3 separate regions of the Mus musculus genome follow, and all the other regions are linked to region 1. Evidence: chromatin contacts called from public Hi-C data. All regions are on one chromosome and are shown on one strand. Each heading gives the region's core, a stretch centred on a gene start, on an enhancer-like site or on the middle of the called end of the contact. The rest is flanking DNA. Distances are from core to core; before and after follow the strand shown. Region 1 has its middle 81 kb from the start of Gm39451. Region 2 has its middle 150 kb from the start of Gm39450. Region 3 holds the start of Rbms3 (RNA binding motif, single stranded interacting protein).

Region 1 (3,451 bases), core at 328-2,827:
AGGTATTTGAGATCCCAGACAGCAACCCAGAGCCATCCACTTGTGATTTAGTGGGACACAGTGTCAGTCAATACTCCCTTCTGCTGCAGAGACCGAAACCTTGGGAGTGGGGGCTGCTAGGAAGAGGTAGGACCTTTATTATAACCCAAGTATGTATGGCAACATTTGACAATTTCAAATGAGATCTTCCCCAGATTTCCAATATTACCAAAGCTGTAGTAGAACCTACAGACCACCATCTGCAAAACCAAGTCCTTCACCCTGCCCTCTACACCTAGAGCTACAGGAGGTGTGAGCCATCGTGTGCGTGGTGAACATCAATCCTGAGTTCTCTGGAAAGTAAGTGGTCTTAACCACTGAGCCATCTCTCTGGCCCCATCCAGGTTTATATAGCTTCTTTTTTTTTTCAGTAAGATAGAAGGGGGGGGGAAGAAGAAGAAAAAACTAAAGGAGCCGAATATAATGCCATCTTTCAATAGAAGATGATCAGAAGTTCCAGGTCTAGCAATCAGAGGCTGGGAGAAGAATCTATCCCAGCAAAAGCTGTGAAGGTTCACAGTCTCTGTATTGCCCACCTGTACCAGAAATGAGTTCCTGCACCATGGATCGTAACCAGTTCAACAGGGACAAGATGCTATTGGAATTCAATAAATTGTAAGTTATTTTACCTTGAAAATTTTCTAAGCATCTGACTTATAGTTCTTATAGACAAACAGTATCTTAATCCCTTTGACCAAAGTGGTGCAGAGCCCACACTGCAAAATACCGTTAAATGGTTACACTTTTCACTCGTCTCAATTGTTCTTAATTAAGGATGTGCCTCTTCATTACCAAGAAGAGCTAAGAAGCATGGCTCCGTCCAAGTTCCTCTAATTTCTGTTAAGTGTGCACGCGTGCTCACTTCAAAAGTTTGAAGAGATGTTAATAACGCTGCTCACTAGGACGGAGGCGAGAGGCAGATAGCAAAACACATTCCTGTGAAGAAATGCAGTTGCGCCTAGAGCTCCATCTGTACCCACACTCCACACACACACACACACACACACACACACACACACACACACACACACAATTTGTATGTTGCACCAACAGAATGCAGATATTTTATTAGCATTGGGCCAAATAGTCATTTATAAATAAATCCCCAACATCCTAAACAAGGACAGCTAAAACATTTTATGAGAATTCTCCAGTCTCTGAAATAAAAGTACCACTGACCCCTCCTACGCTGTCATTATTTATTTTCCTGATATATCATTCATCTTATAAAAACAGAGTAAAAAGGAAATAGCCCATTTTCCCAATCTTCAAGGATGTTTTGAAGACGTTGCCCTTAAAAAAGGGCAGATTTCTCTGCGGTTTCCTTGCCAAGATCGGTTCAATCACTTTCTTGCAATTTTCTGCAAGAAAACACTGCAAGGCAAACATCAGTGATCCAGCATCAGGCGACTTTCCCTCCTTGATAATAAATATGTCAGTTTGGAGCCGGCTCACAGAGAATCCAGACAGCCCCTAGCTGGCCTTGTTCCAAGAGCGAAGCGTGTGGTTGAGAAGAGGCCCTCAGCTCTGTCACACGCAGACTTCTGTCTACCCCTACCGTCTGCAGCTTGGAAACAGAAGTGGTGGCTATTACAGACTTGTCTTGGGGCACTGGTGTGAGACGTCTTTGTTAAGTACCATGTACAGTCAACAGAAAGCATCCTGCATTGAGTGGAGATGGATCCTCTGAAAACGGCATTTCGTGTTACGTACTAGAGAGTGAACAAGACTTGTGGCCACTCTTTGTCAGATTAGAAGTTATAAATGCAGCACCAGGACAAACAATTCAGATTCTCTTTCTGGATGATATCACATCTTTTCTGAGGGTGTCTGCTATGCTGGTCAGTACACAAGCATCTTGTTATCTTATGTTACTTGTTTTAAAATATGTTTCTGATTGAAATAAAATCACATTACTTCTAACTTCCCTTCCCTACCCTCCTTCACACGTCTCTCAGTCCACCCCTTTCCAGGTGATAGCCCTGTTCTTTGATTACTATTGCACATACATATTATATGCAAATATATTAATAATATTAAACATATAATATGTATATTTTTTTGAGCTGACCACTCTGTATTAGACAATCAATGAGAGGCCTCATCCCTGGGAGTGGCTATTCTCCTCTTAATAGTAATTAGTAGCTGCAGTTCTAGGGGTGAGATCCACTGAAAACTCTCCCTTCCATGTTACTGTGTCCATTGATATTGTCCTTATTGGAGTTTTGATTATGAAGCCTTTTCTAGGATATTTCAATCAAATTTATTTAGGCTTGTTTGGTTTGGTTTGGTTTGGTTTGGTTTTTGTTTTGGTTTTGGTTTTTGCTTTTGTTTTGGTCTTGGTCTTGGTCTTGGTCTTGGTTTGGTTTTGGTTTTGGTTTTGGTTTTGGTTTTGGTTTTGGTCTTGGTCTTGGTCTTGGTCTTGGTCTTGGTCTTGGTCTTGGTCTTGCTCTTGGTCTTGGTCTTGGTTTTGGTTTTTTCAGAGGCTAGGTCTCATGTAGCTCAAGATGGCCTTAAACTCCCTACATAGCCATAGTCAAAGCTGGTCATGAACTCCTGACCCTCCTACCTCCGCCACCCTGAGTACTGGGCTACAAGCTTTCACCCTCGTGCCTGGTTTATGTGGTGCTGAGGGCTGAAGCTAGAGCTTCACTCATGAAGCACCAAACTGACAAAGCTGTATCTCAGTGTCATCTTCTATGTAAGTCACTTGTTTTAGGGCTCAGCTGAAAGCCCAGGCCTGGAGCACCTGGCCGTCTTTCCTAAGCTCTCTGAAACTTAATGATTCAATAAGTGGAGTTTATCTAATGGGAAGAAGGCACTGAGGAACATTTAGTAGGGGACTCCTGGTAGTTTTGGTTGGGCAGTGCATAAAGACTGACTTAAATGTTACTAAGAACTAAAAGATGGCCCAGGCTGAACAAGAGAAAAATGGTGTTAGATGTTCAAAGCATTGCCAGTCTAGAAAAGATGTCCCTAAATCACCCTGAAGGACCAAACATGGAAACTGACATGAAGGGCCAGTCTTGACATGCAAATGGGATTTGATAATGATGAGTGGGGAATGAGAATTCAGTGAAGAAGAAATAACAAGAGAGAAATCTCATGATAAAAGGGGAAAGGCCAGGGCTGGTTTGGGATTGAGGCCCTGATGTGTGGTGATGTTAAAACAAGGTAGGCAGCCAATAAAGGACAGGTAGAGACAATGACAGGGCCACCACACACCTGGGGCTCTATTCACTCCAGATGAAATGCAATCAATGCTGGCCTGGCAAGATGGCTGTCACAAATGCTTGACACACAAACATGAGGACCTGAGTTAGAGACCCAGGACACTTGCAAACAGCCAGCATTGGTGATCCACCCATGTAATCCTAGGGCTGGGAATGTGGGGGCAAGGGGATCCTTGGGC
Region 2 (3,451 bases), core at 239-2,738, 180 kb after region 1:
ATATTTTTCTATGTCATTAGCAACTCTTTGATCATTTAAATAACATCATCTTCCTAATATTGAACTTTTCAAATTTTGCAAAATTATACTGCTGTAAATAATTCTATATTTTAACATTTATGTATGAATCATTTTCTGATCTAAATTATACCCATCCTTACACATAATTTTTGCAATAAGAATAACACCATTTTTGCTACCTCATAAGACTGAATTTTACTTATTACTTAAAAAGAACATTTTATAAATAGCTGCTTACACCAGCAAACAAGGGAAGACACTAGTAATGTATTGAATTATGTGATGAGAACCTGTTTCTCTCAACTCCCTGAAAACCAAATTGCATTCACTAAAATCTTTTCTGTAGGTGTGCGTGTGCACATGTTTTTGTACTCATGGAGGCTATGCTTGTGGGTGGGTGTTCACATGTGTAAGTCTGAGGTCATCCACAGCTATCAGTCCTCAAGAACTTTCCACCCTGTTTTCTGAGCCATAGTCTCTTAGTAGTATATAGAGCTTGTTGACTTAGCTAGGCCTACAGGCTCAGAGGACTCGGGATCCGCCCATCTCCACTTCTGCATCCTGAGATTATAAGCACATACCGCCACACTGGGGATTTTATGTGCACTCTGCGGCTCAATCTTAGATTTGTGTGCTCATATCCTGAGCCCTCCCACCAGGCCTTCAATGTAAATTCTTCCAAGATAGGGTCTTTTCCTTGGTTTAGGGCCATGTACTGATAATCTAATAGCCCATCTGTTTTGCTTCAGCTTTCCACAAGGAATTTTTCCCATGCTCTTAGCCAATGCACTGCCAAGAATAGGTCTCTCTCTATTCTCCCTCCTCATCTTACTTTGCACAGTATAAACACACGCAGCGTTGTCTTTTCCAAACCCACAATGTATGTTCTCCTTTTTAGGTGCTACTTGGTTGTTCAGCTTTGTGGAACCTGTGGAAACCCTGACAACTTTTTCCTTTCCTTGTGATGTTTTCCCCTCGGTGTCCTTTATTCTAGCATGTCCTAGGATATTGTCTTCTACTATATCCTCAACTAAACATGCATAATTTTCATATACAGATGGATGGCTTGAGAGAAACAAGCCATTGTGTATTTCTAGCCAGACATGCTTTTAAATGAAAACATAAAAGCATTTTAAAAAGTAGTTTTGCTGGCCATCTCTACAAATTCACCCCACAGAAACTAACTTATTTAGTGTGCATATGTGCTGTATGCTCTCAAGTCTGTGAGTTCGAATTCTACGCATCCAAGGAAGCCATGGACCACTATTGGGTACCCTTTTTCTATCGCTCTTTGCCTGATCCAACTGAGAGAAGGTCTTTCGCTGACTCTGGAGCTCAGCTAAAAGCCACAAGCCACAGTGATCCGTCTGTCTCAACCTCCACAGAACTAAGGGTATAAGCAGGGGCAGGGCGATATGCTTGCTCTTTAGATGTGTTCCAGGCATGAACTCATTTCCTTGTGCTTGTGCAACAAGCATTCTTACCTGCTGAGTCATCTCCCTTGCTGCTGAAATGCACTTTGGAGCTTGACCTATATCCTGAGAACTGTCTTTTCCTAGAAATGTATTCAGCTACATCCAGAGATCTATCATCCATTCCTAACACACTACCAGCCTCACTGTAAGTACTTAAAATGTGTATTTCACGGACATCTATCTACTGCATTAGATCAAGATCTCTTAAGATTCCATGATTCAGTGGAGACTACATTCACATCTTTCATCCAGTCAGTGTTCCAGTACCTACTTAGTCATGCACTCAACAATGACTTAACTAAAAACTGCACTGCATTAAGAACCAAACAGCTCTAGAGCAGGGGGTGTCAACCTCTGGATTGTGACGCCTTTGGAGGTCAAATGACCCTTTCACAGAGGTCACATGTCATAAATCCTGCATATCAGATATTTATTTATTCACCACAGTAGCAAAGTTACAGTTATGAATAAGCAATGAAATAATTTTATGATTAGGGATCACCACAACATGAGGAAATTTATTAAAGGGTCATAGCACTAGGACCAATTTAGGTTGAGAACCACTGGTCTAGCGAGAATAAACATTCTTTGCCCTTAGGAACATTACTAACCATTAACCATAATGAGTAAACCAAAAAATGAATTAGATGCTAGGACAGAAGGAAGACAAGACCAGGAATCTAAACAAAAGGCACTTAATAAAGGCAGGCAGAACCTGCTCAGAGAAGGAGGAGCCATGTCAAGACACCAGTAGGAGACTCTTGGTGGATTCTTTTTGCTGGTTTTGTTTTGTTTTGGTCTTCTGTATCTATTCCAGGCTGGTCTTGAACCTGCTATGCATTGAGGATAACCCTGAACTTCTAGTCTTCCCCCGTTCACCTCTGGAAAACTGGGATCACATGCACCACCTGCTGTGATGGAGAGCAAACTCAGGGCTTTGTGCATATGAGGCAAGCCGTCTCCCAACTGATATCTACCCTTAGACACTCTTGGTGTACACGTGGGAGGCCCTTAGCTCCTTCTTTGATCAGAAAGGACTCCTTACTGTTGTGAATAAAGGGTAGTATTCTAAATCTGTGTGCTTTTCTTCACTTCCACAAGAGTATTTGACTATGACAATAAGCACTTTACCATGAGTAGAGGTAAGGCAGCAAGGGAGCCACTGTTCAAGAGATCTCTGTTTTAATCTATGGAGGACTCAACTGAGTTCAGAAACTGTCTTTTCCCCAATGCAATTTCTATCTATGTAGCTGTGAGAGAAGTCCTTGTCATTCTGCTTGTTTGCACATCTACGTGAGCAAATGTAATTTCCTTGAGCTGGTGCATGTTAACTGAATTGGTGAGAAAAGAAGGGAAGTAATTATTCCAACCTAAGTAGATAACAGGACAAAAGGAGCCTGGACCTAGTTGTTTGTCCTTTGGCCCACATTCTTCCCAGGAGTCAAGACTTATGCAACTGTTTGCCTTAGGTGAGGAAAGAAATGTTGTTCACACACACTTTATAGACAGATCTCTGGGTACAAGCATTTTCTCTTGATCAGGGACTGTAGAATGTAACAGTAGTTTTGCATACAGTCCTCTGTAAGTGTAGAGGATAACAAGCAATTACCAGAAAGAGCAGGAAAGTCAACAGAAATGAGATCTGACCTCCCTTCTTTGCTGCTCACTTTCAATACTCTCTTCCTATATTCACACAAGTCCTCATTTTACCAATATTAGTGGAATGCAGAACTTGTTCTGACTCTAGTCCCTGCAGAAGACATGTTGTGCAACTAGGAGCAAAGTGTGTGACCATCATTTTATCCAATCCTGTCTGGCATTCACTATCAGCGGTATTGAAGGTTCTAGATGGTATCCTGACATTCCATGGCCTCTTAGTTATTTTTCCAATGCTGTGATAACATTCTCAGACAGAAGCAACTTAAAGGACAAAGAGCTCTAACTGAGAGCTCCAG
Region 3 (3,451 bases), core at 356-2,855, 140 kb before region 1:
TGCAGGATAAAAAGTTCAGGGTGGGCACTGCCCCCTGCTCAGTTTCGTGGGCTTGCCTCCAGGCCCCTAATGATCACTTAAGCACATGCTCGCACAAAGCCTAAAGTCTTTAACCAATTCAAGTCCAATTATTATCAGTTACATCCCATGCCTTCCCCCCACCCCCAGACCCAGACTTCCTAGTGGTAACTGAAGGGTGGGGGTGGGGGCCAGTCTAAAAGTAAAAGCTATGGATGCTAAGCCTCTAGTTCTTTTAGCCCCCCAAAGCATCTCAGTCAACCTTCACATAAAATACAGTCCAAACCAAAAGAAAAAAGAAAAAAAAATGCTCAACAAACTCTGAAAGACTTTGGTGGGTGCCTCCTGGCGCTCCTCTTTCCTCTTTCACTAGGCCATGAAAAGTTTAAGTGGCCCCCACCCCAGAGTGTTTTCTGTAAGGAAGGGGGAAAGGGAGGGGGGTACCCAAATCTTTGAGATTCACACACAAAGAACAGCTCGCTAGAAAAGCTCCTAAAACAATATTCTCGCCCCCTGAGAACGTCTGTTGGGACCTCGTTTCTAAAAATCCCTGCTCACCTGCAAAAGACTTCAACCATCTCACCGGCATTTCTGCAGCTAAATAACAAAAGAACACTCCATTGAAAGTCCCCTGTCTTTAAAGAGAAAGCTACACTCCGGGGCTTCCTCTCCCTTCTTTCTCTGGCTTGTTAACTCCGTTCCTACTGTTAGTAATTTGAAAGAGGTCGGCAGAGGGGATGGGGGCTAGGGTGAGGGAAGGGTCGGATTGCCACGCTCCGGAGGAGCGCCAGGCACCACGCTGCCTTCTGAAGCCCGCGGGTCCAGCCATACCTTGGTTTGGAGGTACTGAGGACAGTAGTACGTGTACTGGGGGTACATTTGTGGCTGATCCAGGCGTTTGCCCATGTAGCTGGGATCTTTATCTCCGAGGCAGGAAACTGAATAACAGGGTGTATGATGCCCCAGGCAAGCGAGCTTCTTTCTCTTAATCCACTGTCCCTGGCAGTCTGCGTGACTGCTGAGGCTTCTCAGACTCCAGCCTCACTAGTTCCAACACCGTGAGGAATTTAAAACAACCCAAAAAACCAAAGCAAAGCAAAACAAAAGAACCAAAAAGAAAAGAGAAAAAGAAAAAGAAAACAAAAACAAAAACAGATGGGGGTTGAGATCTGTAGCGGAAACCCCCAGACTGCTTCCCCAGTTCTTGCCTGCCTGGTTCCTCCCAGCTGCCCGGTCCAGTCCGGATGAAGCAGTTTGCTCTGTGACCAGCCTGTCTCTAGTGGTGTCAATCGCAGGCGCTTGTAAAGGCGAAGGAGGAGAAAAAAAGAAATAGATCCTTTAGCACAACTCGGAATCCTTGCAGTACAGCTTTCGTTCTCTCCCGTGTCTCTTTCCCACCGCGGAAAAAGGAAATTTTAATAAAAAGAAGAAAAAAGGAAAAGAAACAACGGACAAAAAGAAAAAGAACGGAAAGGAAAAAAAACCGGGAAAAAAAGAAAAAGAAAAAAGAAAAAAGAAAGAAAAGAAAAAGAAACCCGTGCAGGCTTAGTTGCTGCTGTCTGGTTCCCAGAGTGACATGGTGTGTTCCAGCTGGCCTTGCCCCTCTCACTCACTTCCCCTCCTTCCAGCCAGTGGGTGGAACTGAGAGAGCCTCTCCAGGGAGCCGGGCACGCAGTCCAGAAGGCTGCAGTATTTCCTCCAAGGGGGGAAAAAGAAGATGAAAAAGAAGAAGAAAAAGAAAGAAAGAGGCTGCTGCCACCCCTCTGCTAGCTATCTGGAATAGCACAGTGAGCAGCGTCTGCAGCCGAGCCGCGGGTGGAACCGAACCCCAGCTTCTCTGTGAAGTGCCTGGGTGGGGCATGGCCCAGCCTCCCTGCCCTGCTCCGACCAGGGCTCCCAAGCTCCCAAGCTGCTTCTCCTCTTCAATCGCCAAGTTCCCAGAGGTGAGGCATGGCATTGATGAACAAAACAGACCCTGCCCTGCGAGGGGAGCATGAGGGAAGGAGAAGTGTGTGTGTGTGTGTGTGTGTGTGTGTGTGTGTGTATTTACACACACATGCCAACCTTTCTAGTTAAGTAGGGAGAAAAGTGTATTCAAGGCTTTTTCAAAATCTGTTAACACATTAAAAGCCAGATGAACCGAGGACCTGAAGATGAAACCAATGTTTTGGGGGATGCTCAAGAGAGGAGAAAAAGTGGGGATTCTCAGCTGGGTACCTCTGTGGGGAAGCCAAGCCCCATCTCAACAAGGGGGTTGCCTTAACTATCACAAATAATTGTGTTGTGGCTTTATCCATCTCTTAAAAACGAAATCAAAGTGATCTTTACATTTATTCGCTTATTGGAGAATAAAATAACCTCTCTCTCTCTCTCTCTCTCTCTCTCTCTCTCTCTCTCTCTCTCTCCTTCTCTTACTTGCTCTTTCTTAATGCTTTCGTGGCTCTGTAAGTATTGCACACAAAAAAATTGAACAAAAACTCATAATTACTTGTCAGAGTTTTTCCCCCCACCAGTAATAATATTCCGACACGTCGATCAGCTGCTACATTATAATACAGATTGTTTCAGAGAAGATAGATCTCCTTAAAGGGTTTCTCTGCAAGGCGGCGGTGAGGCTAAAATTAGCTGTGCCAGCTGTGTTTTGCTGGGAGTGCTCACGCATGCCCGGAGCGTGGGCAGCCAGCCTCTGTGCCTCTCCACTCCCCCAAGTCTGCCGAACACTCCAGCCGTCCTTTCAGATAAAAGACTCCAGGTACAAAGGCAGTTTCCTCACATGGAGGGAGAATTGAAACTGCAATACACAGGATGCCACCTCTGCTTTAAGTCCCGCCTGCCACTCATGGGGTAACAACCTAGGCTCCTGTGCTCCTTAGCTCCAGGAAGCTCAGTTCTGAAGTCTGGGTACCAGCAGAAAGACAAGGACACGGAGACATCACATTGGGTTTTATGTCGATTCTCTCTCTCTCTCTCTCTCTCTCTCTCTCTCTCTCTCTCTCTCTGTGTGTGTGTGTGTGTGTGTGTGTGTGTGTGTTTCTCTTTTTTAAAAGACAGGGTCTCAGATACCCCAAGCTGCTCTTAAAACTTGCTGTGAAACGGAATGATTTTGGCTTCTGATTCTCCTGCCTTCCATCGCCCAGCACTGGTATTGAAGGCATAAATTAATGAATGAACCAGGTTCCTGTGGGCACTGGCTGTGGAACCTAGGACCCTGCCCACAATGGGCAAGCACTCTACCAACACAGCTATCTCTTGATGACAAAAATCAGAACTTGGGTTGGAAAGTGGGTATGGGACACCTGTGATGGAAACATATCAAGACAGCTTCACTCATGGACCTCAATTATTCCATCCATAAAATGGAGAAGGACAGCAACTGAAATCAGGCACCAATCTCAAAGTCTTCTGGCCACATCTCCCTCTCTAGAGAACTTGT

The links. A called contact is a pair of places that touch in the nucleus more often than the background predicts.
Region 2: a contact with region 1 is called in a Hi-C map of the N1E-115 cell line, with 2.3 times the contacts expected there. The contact joins two enhancer-like sites. A contact is called at or near these places in 4 of 484 Hi-C or Micro-C datasets (the N1E-115 cell line, muscle stem cells, nephron progenitors and 1 more).
Region 3: a Hi-C map of the N1E-115 cell line shows a contact between it and region 1, with 10 times the contacts expected there. The contact joins the promoter of Rbms3 here to the enhancer-like site in region 1. A contact is called at or near these places in 7 of 484 Hi-C or Micro-C datasets (the N1E-115 cell line, adipose-derived mesenchymal stem cells, cortical neurons and 2 more), 3 of 115 datasets of contacts at active chromatin or transcription factors (embryonic limb bud and neural progenitor cells) and 1 of 9 other capture datasets (adipose tissue).

What each region holds. Positions count from the first base shown.
Region 1 is chr9:117,392,829-117,396,279 of GRCm38.p6, forward strand. It overlaps a transcript of Rbms3 not described here. Among named protein-coding and RNA genes, the nearest start is that of Gm39451, 81 kb to the left of the region's middle. Within about 2 kb of position 1,578, at least 22 of the 459 cell types and tissues checked have an H3K27ac peak or open chromatin away from gene starts, as enhancers often do. A contact at or near this core is called in the N1E-115 cell line and uterus, where this site is marked.
Region 2 is chr9:117,569,878-117,573,328 of GRCm38.p6, forward strand. It overlaps a transcript of Rbms3 not described here. Among named protein-coding and RNA genes, the nearest start is that of Gm39450, 150 kb to the right of the region's middle. Within about 2 kb of position 1,489, at least 50 of the 459 cell types and tissues checked have an H3K27ac peak or open chromatin away from gene starts, as enhancers often do. A contact at or near this core is called in the N1E-115 cell line and uterus, where this site is marked.
Region 3 is chr9:117,250,878-117,254,328 of GRCm38.p6, forward strand. Rbms3 (RNA binding motif, single stranded interacting protein) reads right to left here and starts at 1,606. Exons shown (of 15, transcript NM_001172123.1): 1 at 850-1,606. The coding sequence starts at 924. It overlaps Gm17396 (predicted gene, 17396), which reads left to right and starts at 1,656. Exons shown (of 2, transcript NR_166691.1): 1 at 1,656-1,961; 2 at 2,468-3,451.